Regions from separate parts of the Mus musculus genome. Here region 1 is linked to region 2. The links are chromatin contacts, called in public Micro-C maps. All regions are on one chromosome and are shown on one strand. Each heading gives the region's core, a stretch centred on a gene start, on an enhancer-like site or on the middle of the called end of the contact. The rest is flanking DNA. Distances are from core to core; before and after follow the strand shown. Region 1 holds the start of Znhit6 (zinc finger, HIT type 6). Region 2 overlaps Col24a1 (collagen, type XXIV, alpha 1).

Region 1 (4,503 bases), core at 254-2,753, 100 kb before region 2:
GACTTTGTGTGTGTCTAGAAGTATAATCCATGAGCTACATATGAGTATTTTAAAAACATATACACCGGAGAAACAAGGAAGGATGAATCCCAGACTGGCAGCAATGTGTGCCCTTTCCCCAGTTCCACAGCGAATTCAGAATGAACACCCAAATAATGGTATGATTCATCTGTCCTCGGTCTTCTAGGGTCTGGTGATACTGAGAACCAAAGTGTACCTGGTACCAGTCAGTTCTATCAGCTCAAGGAGTTTGAGACTGAATCTGACCACAATCTGATCTTCTGTACTGTCACATGAGCACATTAAAGAGACTACATCCAAGAAACGAACATTCATAGGAGCCCGGAATAAATTCAAGAGTAAGTTGACATGTGTCTATTAGTCTACCCACTTGCTGGTTTTTGGTTTATATTGGATGGCGCCTCTAATCCTATTCTCTCTAAAAGAAAGACTGCGAAAGCGTTTCTTATTTAACAAGCTCTGGCTCCACAAAGGCCTTCTGATGCCCAGAATTTTCACTCCCTAACCTGGCCATACCCTTCTGGACACAGTCACATCACACTGTGTCCTCGAAAGCGTCACGCCCAACCTGAACTTCACCACTCAGACTTCAGGGACCCACGTCACGCCTGGTTTAACTTACCTCACTTTCTGCTGTTAAGGACTCGTCCACCCAGTAGTCTATTTCCCATCTGGGTTTTCTCCCCGCCCTACCTTGACAGAGCCAATTTCCTCTTGCTGCCCACTCGGGGGTTCATCTGGGGCTCTTCCTTCACCTTCGCGTCTTCCATCGCTTCGCTCTTGAGGGAACCCTCTTCTTTTATAGGCGCTGCATCCATCACTTGCTCTTCCTTTACGTTCTGACCAACAAACAACTCCTGTTTTATGGTCAAGTCCTCCTCCTTCACTTCTTCCCAGTCCGTCACCTCCTCCTTCACCTTCACCTTCTCTTCCTTCACTTCTGGCTCATCCACCTCCTCTTCTTTCACCACCAGGCTACTATCCGCCTCCTGCTTCACTTCCAACACGCCTTTCTCATCCTTCACCTCGGGCCCGCCCTCCACCTCCTGCTTCACCCACTGGCTGTCCGCAACACCACTGTCTAAATCCGACCAGTCTACTACTTCCTGCTTCACCACAGCTAAGTCCATCTTTATCTCCTCCGCATCCTCCGTGGTCTTAGTTCCTGCCAGTCCGTTCCTCTCCTCTCCATCGCCAGCTTCTGGGCTCCCGTCTAAGTCCCTGGCTCCCTCCCCACCAGCCGCAGGCCTCGGCCGCGCCCCCTCCGCTACCCTCTGGGAACCTCCTCCCGGAGTCCCTTCCTTCTCAGCTGCAGATTCCATGAGCTCACGAGCCTAGGCCGAAGCTGCCACTCCGTTCTTCACGGTGGCACCACCAAGCCAATAAGAGAGATTACCAAACGAACCGCCGACAGCGCCACACGTGCAGCAAAGCAGCCGCGGCAAGCTCTGCACGCCTGCGGGAAGCCGAGCTAGCCGTAAAGCAGCTGTTCCGGCCACGACTCTTCACGACGTGTAGCGTTCTTTACGGCACGGCGGCTTTCCGGCCCCACTCCTTAAAGCCAGGTGAGACCACGCCCACCAGGACTCCCACCCAGGGGCGGGGATCTTGCCACATCCTTTCTCAGGCGCTGAAACTGCTGTCTTGGGAACTGGAATTATTGTCTCAAATAAGTGACCCACTTTAATCAGTATTAAGGATTAATTCTAATAATGCATGGCAATAGATACAGACTCCCATGTTCCTCCAAAGTTTAGACTGTATAAAGCGGTGGTTCGTAACCTTACCAGTGGTGTGGATCTTTATGTTCCTCATGTTGTGGTGACCTCCAACCATAAAGTTATTTTTGTGTCTACTTCATAACTATAATTTTGCTACTGTTATGAATCGTACTATAAATACTCCTGGGGGGTGGGTGGAGAGGGGGAGCAGAGGTTTAGCAAAGAGGTCGCGACCCACAGGTTGAGAACCGTTGGTCTAAGGTTTCTTCACTGTATACTAGGGACCAGGACATCCAAAAACGCCTTTAATCCTAGCATTTAGAAGCCAGAGGCAGGAGGATCTCTGTAACCTTCAAGGCTAGCCTGGTCTACATAGTAAGTTCCTAGGGTCAGGGCTGTTTCAAAAACAAAACAAATAGGAGAAGGAAAAAGAGGAAGGGGAGGAGAGACACTCTCATCTGCTCCCACAAAGATTACATGAAACTATGCATGGGAACCAACTACAAAAAGATCTACAGCCGGCAACTGAAACGCTGGCTGTCACAGGGTAATTGTAGCCCCTAATATCCGTATAGTGAAGCACTATACCCCAATACCTCAGAATTTTGACTATATTCGAAGACAAGGCTTTTAAGGGCATAACACTTAAAATAAGGCCTTTGGCTGGGCCCTAGCCCAATCTGACTGGTGGTTTTTTGTTTTTGTTTTTTTGTTTTTTGTTTTTTTTTTTTTTTTGTTTTTTTTTTTTTTGTTTTTCGAGACAGGGTTTCTCTGTATAGCCCTGGCTATCCTGGAACTCACTTTGTAGACCAGACTGGCCTCGAACTCAGAAATCCACCTGCCTCTGCCTCCCGAGTGCTGGGATTAAAGGCACGCGCCACCACGCCCAGCTCTGACTGGTGTGTTTAATAAGAGGGAATTTGCATATAAGTGGGATGGATGCACGTAGAGAAGGGTACTGAAATGTGAGAAGTCATCGGTTTGCCAACCAGGGAAGCCTAAAAAGGCAGAATCTCTGACCTTTGACTTTTTCTATAGCTTCTTGAAATTTGAGAAAACAAAAAAAAATGTCTATTCACCCCAGGAAGGAACTGACAACAGACCAAAGGATTCCACTCAAGTCCAACTTGGTGAGCTGGTGATTGTATTGAGGTTATTTACAGAAGTGTCATTCGTACTTCTACCAATAACATTTGTGTTCTAATTAATAGCGGAAAAATACTGTCTATATATACCATGCTTTCTTCATTTGTTAATCTATTGATAGATACATAGGCTGATACCATATCTTGGCTGTTGTGAATAGTGCTTAATCAGCATGAATGGGCAGGTTTCGTTTTCCTTCCTTCCTCTGTCCCTCTTTCCCTCCCTCCCTCCCTCCCTTCTTTCCTTTCTTTCTTTGAGACAGAGTCTCTTTGCATAGCTGTGGCTGTCCTGATGAGTGTCCTCATCAGCTTTGTAGACCAGGCTGGCCTTGTTCTCACAGAGATCCACATGCTCTAATGTGCAGGGATTAAAGGCATGTGTCACCATGGCCAGTTTTTAATAATAATACTCTATAAATTTATTATTATTATTATTATTATTATTATTATTATTAGTTTTTTTGAGACAGGGTTTCTCTGTGTAGCTCTAGCCCACATGGAACTCACTCTGTTGACCAGGCTGGCCTTGAACTCAGAGACTTGCCTGCCTCTGCCTGTGCCACCACACCCAGTAGAAACAGATTACTGAGCAGTATGATGATTTAGGTTCCTGTAGCTTAGGAAGATTACAACTGCTGGAGAAGATGGTACCTTTAATTTTAGTTTTCTAAGGAACCTCTATATTGAGCCCTATAATGGCTGTGCTATTTATGTTCGTACCAACTGTATTAGTCAGGGGTCTTTAGAGTCACAGAATATGGAATGTCCTTCTGTATTGAGGGAATTTGTTATGATGACTTTGAGTCTGTTCCCCAACTCCCCAACAATGGGCAGCTGTGAATGGGAAGTCCAAGGATCTAGTAGTTAGTTGCTCAGGCCCATGAGGCCAGTTGTTTCAGCTGGTCTTCTGTAGAAGTAGATTCCAACAGATGTGCTGGCAAGTAAATGCAAGCGGCGAAGAAGAGGGGATCTTCCTTCTTCAATGTCTTATGTAGATCTCCAGTATAAGCTCTGGCCCAGATTAAAGGTATGAACTATCACGCTTGGATCTGGGACTTGTTTTGCCCTAGGGATCCCTTGCCTTACTCTCCTGGGATTAAAGGCATGTACTACCTTGCCTGGGCCTAAGTTTTTTATAGCTACTATGCCTCAAGATCTCCATGCCAAGATCCACGTCAGAAACTTGTGTCTTCCAGCCTCAAGATCTGGATCTCAGTTGAGCCCTCCAATTCTGGATTGTGGTTCATTCCAGATATAGTCGAGTTGGAAATAGCCATTACACCAATATATCAAATACCCATTGATTGGATAAAGGTCTTTTTCCTCAGTGTCCTTGCCAGCTTTTGTTCTTTTGTTGTTTGATTTCCGGATGGCAGCCATTCCAATGGGGGGGGGGGCGAGGGGGTAAGATAGAATCTTAATGTACTTTGATTTGAAATCTCCTGATGGCTAAGGATGTCAAATTGTTTTTTCATAATTTTTGCCATTTAAATTTTGTTCATTTACTATTGTATGTGTATATGATATGTGTATGTGAGCACACGCATGTTACAGTGTACATGTCAGAGGATAACATTGTGGAATCAGTTCTCTCATATGTGCCTGTATGTGGCTTT
Region 2 (4,406 bases), core at 737-3,236:
TTAAGAAAACATTCAGTGGAGGGAAGACAAACACTCTTTCCCATAACTATGAAAAAAAAAAAACCTCTATATGGTTTAAAGAATTAAAAACAATGTTATAAATGTATTAGAATGAGAATATGGAAGGAAATTTTGCATACTTTATGTGGGAATAGAATTTCAAGGGAATAAATAAAATCTAGAAAATGTAAAGGAAAATATTGAAAACTTTGACTATTAAAATTGGAATGTTCTGCTTAGCAAAAGACACAAAATTAATAGATAATTGACAGAAAAGGAGTTGTTTGTAATTTATTCTGTAACATGTTTGACAAATTATATCAACACTTCATGCTTATGAGTAACGATTGCAAATCAGGAAGAAAAAATAGCCACCAGATGGAAACATGTAGTATGTACGTGTGTACATGTGTCTATCCCTATCCACACATGTATATTTATTGACAGGAAACTTTCAGGAGAAATATATATTAAATAGTTATAACAAGGAAATTTTAAATATGATGGTAAAAATTACATATATATATATTATCATTTATCAGATTATCAAACACTAAATGAATTAATATGAAATGTGAACAGTGGAATTGTAGCTTCACAAAATGGACCACACAGGCTGTGTGATTTGTGCATCTTTAGACACATATAACAATAGTAATCAAGGAAAAGGAACCCATAAATTTGAGAGGGAGGGGTCATGAGAGAGGCTCAAGGGAGGGGACACAGGAAGGAAAGAGATGAGAGGAGAGAAAGGGTCATAATTATATTTTAATTAAAAATATATATTTAAAAATGTTTAAAGGTGAATACATTTACAGAAAAAGTTCCAAAGTAGAAGCTTACATTAAGGGCAATATTTAGGGCTGCATTAATTCTGATGTTTATTAATATTAACCACATTATTTAATGTTTTTAAAACACAGGCAAAACCAGAGAAATATTAACAGAAACTGACTTAAGACCGGGCAGTGGTGGCACACGCTTTTAATCCCAGCACTTGGGAGGCAGAGGCAGGCAGATTTCTGAGTTCGAGGCCAGTCTGGTCTACAGAGTGAGTTCCAGGACAGCCAGGGCTATACAGAGATCGAAAAAAAAAGAAAGAAAGAAAGAAAGAAAGAAAGAAAGAAAGAAAGAAAGAAAGAAAGAAAGAGAAGAGAAGAGAAGAGAAGAGAAGAGAAGAGAAAAGAAAAGAAAAGAAAAGAAAAGAAAAGAAAAGAAAAGAAAAGAAAAGAAAAGAAAAGAAAAGAAAAGAAAATGACCTAAGGCCTGAATGTTCAGGTGTCAGTAAATAAGGGCAAATTTTCTTGAGAAAGCAAAAGGACCCGGGCTCTCGAAGGCCTTGGTGACAGGCCTGGCATTGGCTATGTAAAAGGAGAAGAGATTAATGCACCCACATGTTATAAATACATTCATGAATAGAAGATTCTCTTTCAAATGTCTTCCTTTCACGCTATGATTTTCTGAATGGTTCATCACAAACCAGCAATAAGAGTTTGCTGTCACAGGCTCAGAAGCATCACACTTCAGCTCTCCATGTCAGGCAAAGTTCACACAAAAGATGAGCTATTAATAGATGCTGGGGTGATTTGCCCCAACTGTTTAGGAAGATAATCTCCCATTCAAGCAGGACAGGTCCAAGAGGTGGATGGAAACACATCTCAAGTTCACTTAATTTTCAAAGCAATTTGCCAACATGACAACAGCTTCAGACAGATATTAAATCCTGATTTGAGGTACTCAGTGTATAAACTTTCCTACTGAACTTTGGAGTTAAAATCAGATTTTTAAAAAACTTCATTTCATATTTTATTTCCATTTTCAATTTTCTCTTTCCTTCTTCGCGTCTAAAACCCACTAAGCTGTTTAAGACTGTGGAATGCTTGCAATTCCCGCCATCCCACAGAGAAGGATTATGTTCAGTGGAACCTTTGTGTCCTCTGTAAAGTCAATCAAGATGACTCTCTGAGAGCATGCACGGTTCTTTTCCATCCCCAGTGAGTCAGTGCTGAAAAGAAATCAAATACTGACCACAGCACCTCGAGTTCCCCTGGCACCCTTAGGGCCATTTTCCCCAACGCTTCCAGGGGGTCCTCTGCTTCCAGCTTCTCCCGTGGGTCCTACTTGTCCTTTATCACCCTGTGGATGACATTAATGTGACTGAAATTAAATTTATTAACTCATTTAACTATACCATATGCTCGGATGACTCAGAGGACATGTGGCAAGCAGAATTCTCTGGATTACTCTTATCGCTACAGCCCGTCTTGTTTTGTGAGGCGGGGCCTCACTGGGTATCTCTGATTGGTCTAGAGCTTATTATGTAGACCAGGTTGGCCTTGGCTTGTGGGTGAGCCTCCTGTTTCTGCTGCCTGACTGCTGGGATTACAGGTGTATGCTATCACACACGGTTTAAATTTGTGTAAATTATTAATTTTGCTTCAAGTTACCAATACCACAGATTATCATTAACAACAATAAGTTACCATTGCATGTTATTTAGACCTAATAAAGAGTTTCAAAAGAGATGAAAAGGGCATTTAAAAAACAAAAACAAACAATCAGTAACTATAGCGTGCCCAGGAGGAATCCTATGTAACCAGCTTTCAAACATACTTTGCTACATACATGTCTCGCTTTTGATGTGTGCATTGTAACAGTGAGAAAACAGGCCTCCAGAGGTGCTCGTTTCTACTTCGGCCTCCCAGAGGTCTGCTGCAAGCAGGGAAGAAGTGAGCGTGCAGATCTGGACTTTGCAAACTTTGCTTACCAGTTCAGAGCAAGAACCCACACTATTTCTTGTATGACTTCCCATGTTTTAGAAACCTGCATGGCTTCTCTCTGGCACCACAACACAGGTGTTCATAAGCACCTTCCTCTTCTCACAACAAGAACCTGCCAGCTTTACCACTGATGCTCAAGGTGGGGAAAACACAGCAAACCTGGAATCAGGCAGTCAGAATCCTTGAGGCATCCCTGACCTCTCATGGGTTTTATTTCACTTTCCTAGGGGAGAATGGGTTGTTGTAAAGAGGCAGTCACACTGCCTCTAATGCTGATTTCACTATGGGTTTCTGGTGCTTCCTGTGGTGTGTGTGTGTGTGTGTGTGTGTGTGTGTGTGTGTGTGTGTGTGTCTGTCTGTCTGTCTGTCTGTCTGTCTGTCTGTTTATGTGAGAGCATATTTTTCTCTCTGAGTGCTTTCATGTATGAAAATGTATCTCTTTGTGTGTACTGTGTGAATGTCTCTCCTCTCTCTCTCTCTCTCCCTCTCTCCCTCTCTCCCTCTCCCCCCTATCCCCCCCTCTCTCTGTTGCTTTGGACTAAATCCTTCCAGGCAATTATAAGACTCCCCAAACCAATACTGATGAGAGCTGCATTATCATGCATCATGAAAGAGACTTCACGATGGCGGTATTTTCACAGTTAGAGATGGTAGTTAAAGCTTTTCTTGGCTTTCTATTGACTAAAACTGAGACCAGTGGCTCAGGTACAGAACTGGACTTTTGGGGAAACACACATTTAACTTAAAGCTAACCGTGTGAATGTGTAGTTGACAGTCGCAGTCTGTTAGAAAAACTGTTACCATACTTCACCAATACTGAGACAAATTATTGATAAATACAAAGAAGCATTTTGATAGTAACATATTAGGATCATACAAATACATCAAAGATTTTGATTGTTTGGAAAAAGACAAAGTAAGCCAGTAAAAAAATGTTCTTGATTTCTTTTTTTTTAACATGAGAAAAGTAATAAAAATCAAACTTTCCAATTAAGAAACCATTTCTAATTAACCTAGAAAAAATAATAATTCCAATATTTCCCCCAAATACTCTACTAAAATTGTTTTCAAACAGCCCAAATGAAATGATATTTTTGTTTTATATCTTTCCTTGTCCGCGCTTTTTTGGTAAATAAGAACCAAAAGAAAGTTTGACTTCCAAACTATAAAGAAGAAAATGTGTCCTTAGACAATGACAGTAATATGCACGCCTATTGAATTAATCGTCTGCTCTAATGACACATTTATGAATCTTTACACTTTATGTCTAATGCAAATACAAGCATCACAGTACTCTGTAGATCTCTAGGCAGGAGAAGGAAGAAAGCCCACACGAAAAGATGTAAAAAACAAAAAATTACCTTTTTCCCTAGTCGACCTCTTTGTCCCGGGGTTCCCACAATTCCTTCAGGTCCCTGATCATTCGATATAGAAAAGAAATAATGATTAAAGAAAAAGCCTGAGGTTTGAATACCTCTATCAGATAATAATTAAAACAAACACTAAATATCAAACAGAGGTTATTTTTCAACACTGTTATGTGTATAGTTATTTCTCACATGGGCACAATGATTAAAGGCAGAGTTGTTACCAAGCTATAAACTTAATATGCACATGTGGTCAACA

Evidence for each region. A called contact is a pair of places that touch in the nucleus more often than the background predicts.
Region 1: a Micro-C map of muscle stem cells shows a contact between it and region 2, with 6 times the contacts expected there. The contact joins the promoter of Znhit6 here to the enhancer-like site in region 2. A contact is called at or near these places in 1 of 39 promoter capture datasets (the 3T3-L1 cell line), 2 of 484 Hi-C or Micro-C datasets (muscle stem cells and nephron progenitors), 1 of 115 datasets of contacts at active chromatin or transcription factors (cardiomyocytes) and 1 of 9 other capture datasets (adipose tissue).

The regions. Positions count from the first base shown.
Region 1 is chr3:145,573,208-145,577,710 of GRCm38.p6, reverse strand. It overlaps Znhit6 (zinc finger, HIT type 6), which reads right to left and starts at 1,503. Exons shown (of 10, transcript NM_001081094.1): 1 at 715-1,503. The coding sequence starts at 1,343.
Region 2 is chr3:145,471,896-145,476,301 of GRCm38.p6, reverse strand. It overlaps Col24a1 (collagen, type XXIV, alpha 1), which reads right to left. Exons shown (of 60, transcript NM_027770.3): 38 at 4,142-4,195; 39 at 2,029-2,136. Among named protein-coding and RNA genes, the nearest start is that of Gm35133, 82 kb to the right of the region's middle. Within about 2 kb of position 1,986, at least 11 of the 459 cell types and tissues checked have an H3K27ac peak or open chromatin away from gene starts, as enhancers often do. A contact at or near this core is called in muscle stem cells, where this site is marked.